Regions from separate parts of the Larimichthys crocea genome. Here region 2 is linked to region 1. A link is a contact called in public Hi-C data. All regions are on one chromosome and are shown on one strand. Each heading gives the region's core, a stretch centred on a gene start, on an enhancer-like site or on the middle of the called end of the contact. The rest is flanking DNA. Distances are from core to core; before and after follow the strand shown.

Evidence for each region. Hi-C and Micro-C count contacts between places; a contact is called where the count stands out from the background.
Region 2: a contact with region 1 is called in a Hi-C map of muscle, with 19 times the contacts expected there. The contact joins the promoter of LOC113747580 here to the promoter of LOC104935135 in region 1. A contact is called at or near these places in 2 of 7 Hi-C or Micro-C datasets (both in muscle).

What each region holds. Positions count from the first base shown.
Region 1 is chrXIV:6,537,772-6,542,551 of L_crocea_2.0, reverse strand. LOC104935135 (V-set domain-containing T-cell activation inhibitor 1) reads right to left here and starts at 2,389. Exons shown (of 11, transcript XM_027287597.1): 1 at 2,102-2,389; 2 at 1,863-1,973; 3 at 1-67. The region is part of intron 1 of LOC104935020 (butyrophilin-like protein 2); the gene reads left to right.
Region 2 is chrXIV:6,999,176-7,003,955 of L_crocea_2.0, reverse strand. It overlaps LOC113747580 (endonuclease domain-containing 1 protein-like), which reads right to left and starts at 2,024. Exons shown (of 3, transcript XM_027287626.1): 1 at 1,957-2,024. tec (tec protein tyrosine kinase) reads right to left here. Exons shown (of 18, transcript XM_019257789.2): 15 at 4,246-4,310; 16 at 4,019-4,137; 17 at 3,769-3,926; 18 at 3,016-3,676. The coding sequence ends at 3,593. The region is part of intron 6 of LOC104935135 (V-set domain-containing T-cell activation inhibitor 1); the gene reads right to left.

The DNA of each region.
Region 1 (4,780 bases), core at 1,140-3,639:
AAACACTGCAGGTCCTGAAGGACAGTCCATCACTGGGCTGGATCTTTGGCTGCAGCATGCTGGACTCCTGGAAAGTTCAGTTTGCAGTAAATCAATAATATTTCATCTTCCAGCAGGACCTGGGCCTGCTTGACTGGCCAGCCAACTCGCTAGACCTGGCCTGAATCTATGGGGTATTATCAAGAGGAAAATGAGGGTCACCAGACCCAAAAACAAAGAAGAGCTGACAACAAGTATCAAGGAAATCTATAACTCCCACGCAATGCCACGGTGCATCGAGCCAGTGATTAAGGCAAAGGGATTCCCAACCAAGTATTGAACATTGACATATCGTTTAGAAAGTACCATATTTTGATTGATGTGATTCTAATTTCTTTCTTTTTTTCTGCAAAAACTACAGATTAGATCCAGGACTTCTGGATTCAGTCTCACTTGAGCATGTATCAGACGTCTTCACTGCAGTGCAAATAAAAACCACAAGACTGCTGCACAGCTCTTCTGCTTCCCGTTTTTTTTAGCCGTCAGTGTTCTGGTGACATTTTGTTTGGGGTTCATCTATTTTTTATAATCAGCTTCATAGATGATAATCTGGAAGAAAGCCTGACTTTCTAACTAATCCATACTGGATCACCAACAAAGTTTAGATTAGTTTTAAACTCATTGTTTGCATATAAATAGTCTGGACTGAAGATATTTAACGACGCATTATGAGCCATGAACATTACAATTATAAAATAAAATGGCTGATTCTCTTTCTAGGAAGGTCCCTTCCGCTCTTTCAGACTTCAGTTCATCTATTCAGACGTCAGCTGCTGCATACGACACATCCACACATTCACCATACAGCAACAAGTTAGTTTGAAACAAAGTTACAAAATGTTTTTCTTACCGTTTCTTTTCTTCTGACAAAGACAAAGTCAAATGTTGAACCACAAGTTCAGGTCTTTACTTTCGACTTTGACTCACTGTGTTCCTCATTTTTGTTAGTGGTTAATTCATTCCTACTTCCCATGGACTGAACTTTGAGCACATGTTTTGTTTTTCCTGCAGTTTTTTTGGCAGGTTACATTTCAGAACAGAGTCACCAATCAGATCACTGATAACTATATATGATATCTTATTTTGTTTTGGAATGTGCAGCTCAGTCTCAGAATAATTTGTTTCTTTTTTGCATCTCCTGAATGTTTCATCTCATCTCTTCATGGTTCTGATTATGGAACTATTTATTTATAATTCCTCCTCTCATGGTTCAGAGAGGAGGAATTATAACATACGTCACTGATTTGTATCAAACTGCTCGTGGCAGCAAGTCTGACTTACCAACAGTGAGTTGGATGGACGCTTCCTTCTGCATTGATGGAAGATGACATTCATATCTTCCTGTATCAGAAAGTTTCACTCTGAAGATTTTCATGGAGACGTTTCCGTTCTCCAGTTGATCCACAAACAGAGCGGTGCGGTAACGATAAGATGGATTTTGATTCTTAAAATTCAGTCGTCCATCTTGGTGAACATGGATGTACTTTGGGTCTAAACCAGGTCTGGTCCATATCACGGTCTTTGAACTGACATTGATGGGAGGTTCAAGGTAACATGGTAGAATGACACCATCACCAGCCAGGGCCACGATTGGTTGATGTGAACAAATTAACTCAAGAAACAGAAACAAACATGAACAACAGTGAAAAGTAGAGAAGGTGAGAGCGGCCGTGCTTTCTCCAGATAACGACATCATTTCTTTATTTATCAAGTCTTTTGTCTCCTGTGAAGTTTCAGTCGAAGAGTTTTGAGTGAAATGTCTCAACAACTGTTGGTAAATTTGCACATCGATGTGTTACTGGAGTGTTTTGTGTTGAAATTACCTCCAACAGACTGAAGAACCATGAAGATGAAAACACTGCAGGTCCTGAAGGACAGTCCATCACTGGGCTGGATCTTTGGCTGCTGACCCACCAGACCGTGGTAAACATCGACTAGAACAGAGTATTTTTATGTGAAAAAGTTAGTAAACATCGACTAGAACAGAGTATTTTTATGTGAAAAAGTTACGTTCAGTACAAAGAAACTCTACAACACAACCGGAGAGACGATGCCACCTTACTTTATAAAAACTTTCTGTGCAGAGGAGAGGTAACTGTGGGTCATCCACTCAGATCACAGCTGGTAAAATGGACGTGTGCAGTCATTGACCAGCAGATGGCAGCACCATAAAGAGTAAAACGTAAGTGTCATTATTCCTCATGCACACACGACACACTGCTACAATAATAATGAAAAATATATTTCGTTAAAATTTTTCTAAATATAAAAACTGACTAAAACTCTAAACTATTTAAATAGTTTACAGTGTTTTGTTCAGTTTTTTTCTTGATGTTATATTTGTCTCTTTCTTTCTCAGAGATATCAGGATGTGCTCACTTCGTAACGTGAAAGAAAACATCTGTTCATCAAGAATAGAACCATGATAATAAAATATCAAAGAAAAAACAAACTAAGAAACGTTGAAATATCGAAAAGTGAACTGAATTCATAAATCCATACGTACTTTTATTATATTTTATTGTTTGTTTTTGTTGTTTATTTTATGTTTTTGCACAGAATGACGCCTGGTTGCTCAAACAAGCCACCTGTCAATCAAAGCGTCCCTTTAAGCCTTAATATAACCTGAACAGGTGAGTTGTATATAAATTCACCCTCAGTACAGTTGTCATGAACGGGGAAATTAGCTACAGAGACCAAAACTGTTTTTTGTACCAGGCTGTAAACATGTTTATTTCTGCTGTGAAGTTGGACATTTGGACATGGGGACTTATGGAGACTGACTCACTTCTGGAGCCAGCCTCAGGTGGACGACTAAACTAAACGGAGGGTTTGTTCTTCCTCTTTTCTGTTTCTCTGTGTGGACGCTGCAGCTATTGTTTTGCTTCCTAAGCCGTTTGAGGCTACAGGCTTTCTTGACTAATCTACTTCCTGATTAGTATTGGCTGAGCTATAGAGACGAGAGAGGATCGGAGGCGAGGTGGTCCATGTGTTTGCATCCAGGCCTGTTGTCCCGGCCTCTCTAAGCTGTTTAGAGCTACTGCTGCCTGCTGCTTCCTGGAAAGACACGCTGATCTTTTGTCTGAGCACGTTTCCCGCGCGACATCGCACGGCACGGGAGGTTCCCTGGTGGTAAAAAGAGCCCATCCAATTACTACAAAAACAGATGACGTGCTCCCTGCACCCGAAGGCCGGGGTGTCCTGCCAAAGCGTCTCCAAGGAAGGTGCAGAATCCCTGCTCTCAAACACCAACAGAGATTTAAACAGTATGAATTCACAGAATAAAGATACAGTTTGACTTTTCTCTAATAAAATATCAGTTAAACTCCAGTTGACGGGAGAAGTACATAATGGAAGCATATTGCTGCCATGCAACATGACGCGTTATCGCTTATTGCTACGAGGTGGAAAGTGTCACGTTACAAGACGCCCGGGGGGGCGACACTAACGTTTAAAAAAACGAAAAACAATAAAAGTTACGTACAAATGTTCTCTAACAATTTTGTTTTCATTGTCACAATTATCTTTAAATGACAATGTCACCAAATCTAAAAAGCAGTTCTTCTTTCTTTCACATCTGGAGCCAACAAAGAATAAATTGCATGAACGCGTTAAACTTGCATGAAGTTGATACAAATCTGAACCTCGTGTTTATTTTAAACATGACTTATTATGAGTGATGCAAAGTCTGTTAACATTTAAGTTTAGTCTCTCGTCTTTAACAAAGTCACATCTACAGATGTAACAGCAGCAGTTTTGTCCTTCAAAAGCTTCGTTATGCCGACCAAAAAAGTCTTCCAGCCGTACAGTATCTGACAATTCTAGCAGGTCATAAATAATATATTATATAAATGACGTCTCATGAAATCTGATCGCGGGCCGTGATTGGCCCCTGGGCCGGACTTTGGACATCCCTGACATTTTAAAAATCTGAAACATTTCTCTAAGGTCACTTTATAACCATAAAACATTCATTCAATCATTTATTGTAAAACAACATGCTAATTAAAGTTAAACGTACTTCTGTAGCTCATTATTTAACCCAGCTACAGTGTTTATCTCGTTAGCGTGCAACAATAACGAGCCTATGACTAATGCTAGCTAACGTAACACTGATTAAATTTTTTATTTCGGGTAGAACGACGTCGTTCTAATTTTACTGTCCAATACGGTGCGCGACTGAATGTTTCATGGCTTCATCTGCTTACGTAAGTCGTTATTTTTCCCGAAACATATCCGATCACGTGACGTCTATAACGTCTGCTCTGAGAGGATTTCTTGGAAAGACGGCTCGCTTCGCTACCTAAATAGGTAACTTTCTAAGGATGCGAGAGGCGGATTGAACGCGTCACGCCTGTCAATGAACTCTCTTTTTGAAGACAGATGCTGCGGGTTGGGCGCCAACAAGGTAAGGCATCCCCTGCTGGGTGACATCAACCCGAGGTGCAGGTCAGGTGAAACTCTTACGCATCGTCCCTCATTAGGGAAACCATCTGTGGATGTGTGTGTGTGTTAGGGATTCCAGAGATTTCCAATACACTCACTGACGAACATGCTAATAGCTGCACTAATAGTTGAAAAGCCGCGTACATCAAATCCGCGCAGTGGACTCTAAGCTTTGGCCACACATACACACTAATGCTGCTTGTTTTGAAACTCTAGCAGCAGTCTACATCCCCAGTGGGCCGACCGGTTTGTCCATCAGTAATGAAACCCAAGCGGGTCACATGCTAGTGTTGAA
Region 2 (4,780 bases), core at 775-3,274, 460 kb before region 1:
CAACCTGCATGCAGCATTATATGAACTCTGTCCTTCTGACTGTCAGTCCATACAGCACACAGTGATGTGTGTTCATGGAACTGATACCAATGTTGATAACTGAGTTCAAATCAGAAGATCATCTGATCGGCTGTTTGTTGTTGTGTGAACATTTTTAATAAGGATCATTTAAACTTGTGGATAAAAGATAAAACCAGCATTTTACAGTTAAAGATAAACTTGGAGTGGACAAACTGTGTCTGCCACTCTACTAACGTATGAGACAGAGACAGAGACAGACAAACTCACCTGTGGCTCTATCTTCCAGGGGACACTGGGTCTTCCTCCCGCTGACCCTTTGTACTCGTAAGCAGAAAACACTGGAATCTTGTTCTTGGTGTCGTAGACTGTCAGAAACCTTGGCTCATTTGCATAAGTCTGGCAGATGATTTTGTATCTGTTGTTGTCCTGGATGTTCCCCCCCACCAAGACGCCTGGGATTTCTGGTGGAGTTCCCTGATAGAGAAACTGTTTACAGTCCTTCACTTCATCCACCACTTTAGCCAGTGTGGGAACGATGGCGAGGAAGAGGAAGGCAGCGAGGAAGCAGATATTCTTTGTCTTCAGAGACGTCATCGTCAAACACTGTATCATTAGAGAGAAGAAGAACAACCAAACATTACAGCTAAGTTAGGCTGCAGCTCCACATGTAGTTTGTTTCCTTCAGTTTGAACCACAGCAGAAAAGTTGTTGAATAAATGATCCATTATCTTTGGTAACATGGAAAGATGAAAAGAAGTATAGAAACCAGTCAAACAGGGTTATATTGGACTGAGTCGGACATTTCTGACAATCTCTTCTTTGGTTTGTTTTGTAGAAGAAATATTTCAGCTGGATTTCTCCTTTTATGAAGAATAAATCAAAAAACGAAACGTGTCTAGAAATGACACAGATCATGTCATCATGGTCAAACACTGAGTATCATTATACGATGACAGAACAAAAGCCAAGCATTACAGCTAAAGGACAAACATGTCAGATCTTTAATGTATTCACTCATAAACTGACCATGCTGTCATCAGAGATGAAGGAAACATGTTCAACTGTAATACTAGCTTCTTGATAACAATACTACAGTCAGTGTGTTCTCCTTTTGAAATTTGCCTTTTTGTCCAGATATGAAATGAATTTGGTACAAACACAGCGTGCTACATCAGCTTGTATCATCCAAATACAATGTTTGTTCAGAAGAAACCTGAGTCAGCTTTGTTACAGTCTGTTTCTGTGCTGTCCATCAGTGTGATGTGATGCTGTATTCGTTACAAGAAGGACGAATAAATAATCCAACGTGTCAGAAATGAAGCTGTCAAGAAACAGACGATGTCTGTAGCTCTTCTTTAGCTTCACATCAGATCATTTAATCCATAATCTGAATTTTCTTATTCTATGAAATGAAACTTCTAAAATGTAAAATCTGCCTCTGCCAATAAGAACTCACTGAAGTTTCAATATCAAATGGAAAAAAGACAGAGTGCATAAAATGACTATAAACTTTTTGAAATTTGCCTTCTAGTCCAGAAAGTTTGTGTTTTGTCAGCGTGATCCTGCACACTGCACATGTTGGCAGATATGAAATTAATCTGATGCAAACTCAGCGTGCTTCAGCTACGAAAGCAACCAAACCACGTGGATCTATGGAGATAACATTTAATTCTGCCCGACATCAAAAGCTCCATGAGCAGAAACGTGGTGAAACACGGTAAATATTGGAGATGATTTCAAAGATAAATACAGCTTAGAGCTCAGGAGGACCCAGAGCACCTGTTCAATATTTCATTTAAAATCATTAACAATGGATCCAAACTCAGAAAATAAAGCCACAACTTTGTATTTAGAGCGTTTAAGTCATCAATAACACAATAATATACATTGTAACATTGAATACAAATTAAAGTATAAACTGAAGACAGGACTTACGAGCTGTGACAGGTCGTCCAAAAGTCAACGGTGTCTTCGTGTTTCTGGAGCAGTGGAGGGCAGAAGGACTTCCTCGACTGTGAAACAAGCTTGTGAAGGACGTCTTACTTATACTGAACATCCAGCAGGTTGTGACGGTGGAGGATGTGCCAACTTCAAGTAATAGATTACTCTTAATGAACCAGTTTCACACAGTCTGCATTGCAGGACACTTTGCATAGCACTAACTGTCAAATGAAAAGAGTGTGGTTAACAGACAAGGAATGACACAGTCCTGAGCAGAAGTCTGTATGAAGATAAAGAACAACAGGAGCCGAAGTTTTAGGGCCATTCAAATTTGCACTTGATGATATCTTGAGCCTCACTCTCTGAGCACAAGTTAAAACAAGTCAGCTAGAAACACTAGCACCATGTAACTAATGTTTCCTTGTATTTACACGTTAGAAAAGATGAAGTTCATGGAGAGGTATCAATATTTGTCTCACTTATAGTTTGTTTCTTTCAAAGTTATGTTTGACCTTAAAGGTCATATGATGTCAGAACAACCTGTGATGTCCAAAGTGTTTGAAATGAAAAGGTTGTTGAATCCGTTGATCGTTTTATGTACATATACAGTTTTAGAAAGAACCATTCTACTTCTACGTCTGTCTCTTATCTTGTTGGTGATATCTGCAAAGCATGAGCTGCAAAGGAAAGATCCTTCCTTCACTGGTTTTTCCTTGTTGTTATCATTTTCTTCATTGTAGATGAACACCGAAGACATCAACACTATGAAATAACACTGATGAAGCAGCTGATAGTGATTTGGAGGAGGATGTGTCAGTAAGGACAGTGTCTAATGGTTGCAATGGTTATATTATAATAGTTTCAGAATGTGATCTACATGTGTGGTTCCCACCCTGAAGGATGGAGGAGGACTTGCGATGGTGTGGAAGCATTCGACATGACGACCACGTACCATGTATTTCATGTTATTTTAGTGTTTTGATGACTTTGGTGTTAATCTACAACATAGAAAATAATAAAATCTGTGAATAAGTGTGAAAGAAAACTATATATATATATAAATCAAGTTTAATAACAGCGAAATCATTTACTTTCTCTCTACAGTATTTTTTACATTTATGTGCACCATGTGATGAACATTACATGAAAACAGATTTGCAGTGCGGCTCAATTTGTCAAGTAATGCGATAAAACACTGGAATTAATATCAGCTTCGTATTACGTGTGGTGGCTTGATATACTTTTAGGTGACACTGTTCTCTTTAACACTGACAGGAAACACCAAAGGAGACCTCCAGACAGGTAGGGTGGGAAATTACTGAGCGACTGGGTCCATCACCAGAGCCTGTGGCAAGTTTTCTGTACTGGTGTCAGAAAACAACAAAACAAGAGATCCAACACGAGCAGCCATTTGTGTTCTTCAGTTTTTACAGCTGTACTGGTTGAGTGACTCGGATGTGTCGGTGGATGATTGGACTAAAGTTCCAAACACCATTGCACCTATTCTCCGCGCTGTGCTTTCTCTTAATACGACGATAGCTGCCAGAACACTGTGGAGAACGGCTGGTCGCCATGGAGCTAGGTGTTAGTTAGGGGCCATCATGGTGGAAGCAGCTGATTGGTCGATTGATCAGTTTGGGGGCGGGGCGTCAGCCTCCAGGGCGTCGGTGATCATCACGCAGAGCTGAGAGAACGCCGGTCGCTCCTCTGGTCGCTGGAACAGAGAACACAGAAATTCAAGCTGTCCCTGAATGTGACGCACATCTACGTTCAGCTTGAGGAAAAAAGGTGAAACCTCGACCTCACCTCGTGCCAACACAGCTGCATGATGTCATAGATGGTGGGCGTGGCCATTTTGGGCCTGTAGAGGCGGTGACCTTTGGTTACCAAGGTGACAACCTCGTGGTTCTGATTCTGTTCAAACGGCATACGACCCTCGGTGAAAACCTCCCACATCAGTACACCTGGAGACACACAAAAGGTCGAGGTTCAATACGAGTGTAGTTAATAAATGGCGAAGGCTCGGATGATTCGTCGATGTTCAAGGAGGCCGCACCGTAGGACCAGACGTCTGACTTGCTGCTGTACTTGCAGAAGTTAAAGACTTCAGGAGGCGACCACTTGACAGGAAACTTAGCACCTGATGAGCTGGTGTACTGGTCATCTAACACGTATCTACAAAAGACACATCAACAGCTTAGAGGGGCAAAGTGCAAATCTATCTTCCTGTTTTAAGTCGCTCCAGATAAACGTAGTGTGAATGTTTCGGGGTTAAACTCGTACCTGGCCATGCCAAAGTCAGACACCTTCACCACCAGAAAGTCATTCACTAGACAGTTTCTGGCAGCCTGCAGGAGAGAGAGAGAGAGACGAATGAAGGGAGATAAATATGCAAAACAAGTTGTGTGAAACGTGTTGAAAGGGACGAACATCTACCCAGATATCCTGACTGGACTTTACTTGTTGCTTAATAATCAGGCAGTGTTTGCTTCTTCTTCCTCTGTTTCAGGTGATTTCAGTTGACTTCTTTCAGCGCTTAGATAAAAAGCTTGAAATAATAAAAATCACAGAATATAACCAAATGTTTTTAACAGTGTGTTTCGCCATAGCCTTAATCATCTTGTTAAAGCAGTAAAAATATTCTTTCATCATTGTTTTACCATAAAATGGGACCAAGATTAACAGTAAACTCAGTCAGTGCTTCAGTTGTGTGGCGGTCCACCTCTTTAGATTGAGTTGATCCGTTCATGGTGTGCAGATAGTGACTTTGGTGATCCTCTGACCTTTCCTGTGTCTCAGCCTGAGTGCAGAGACATTT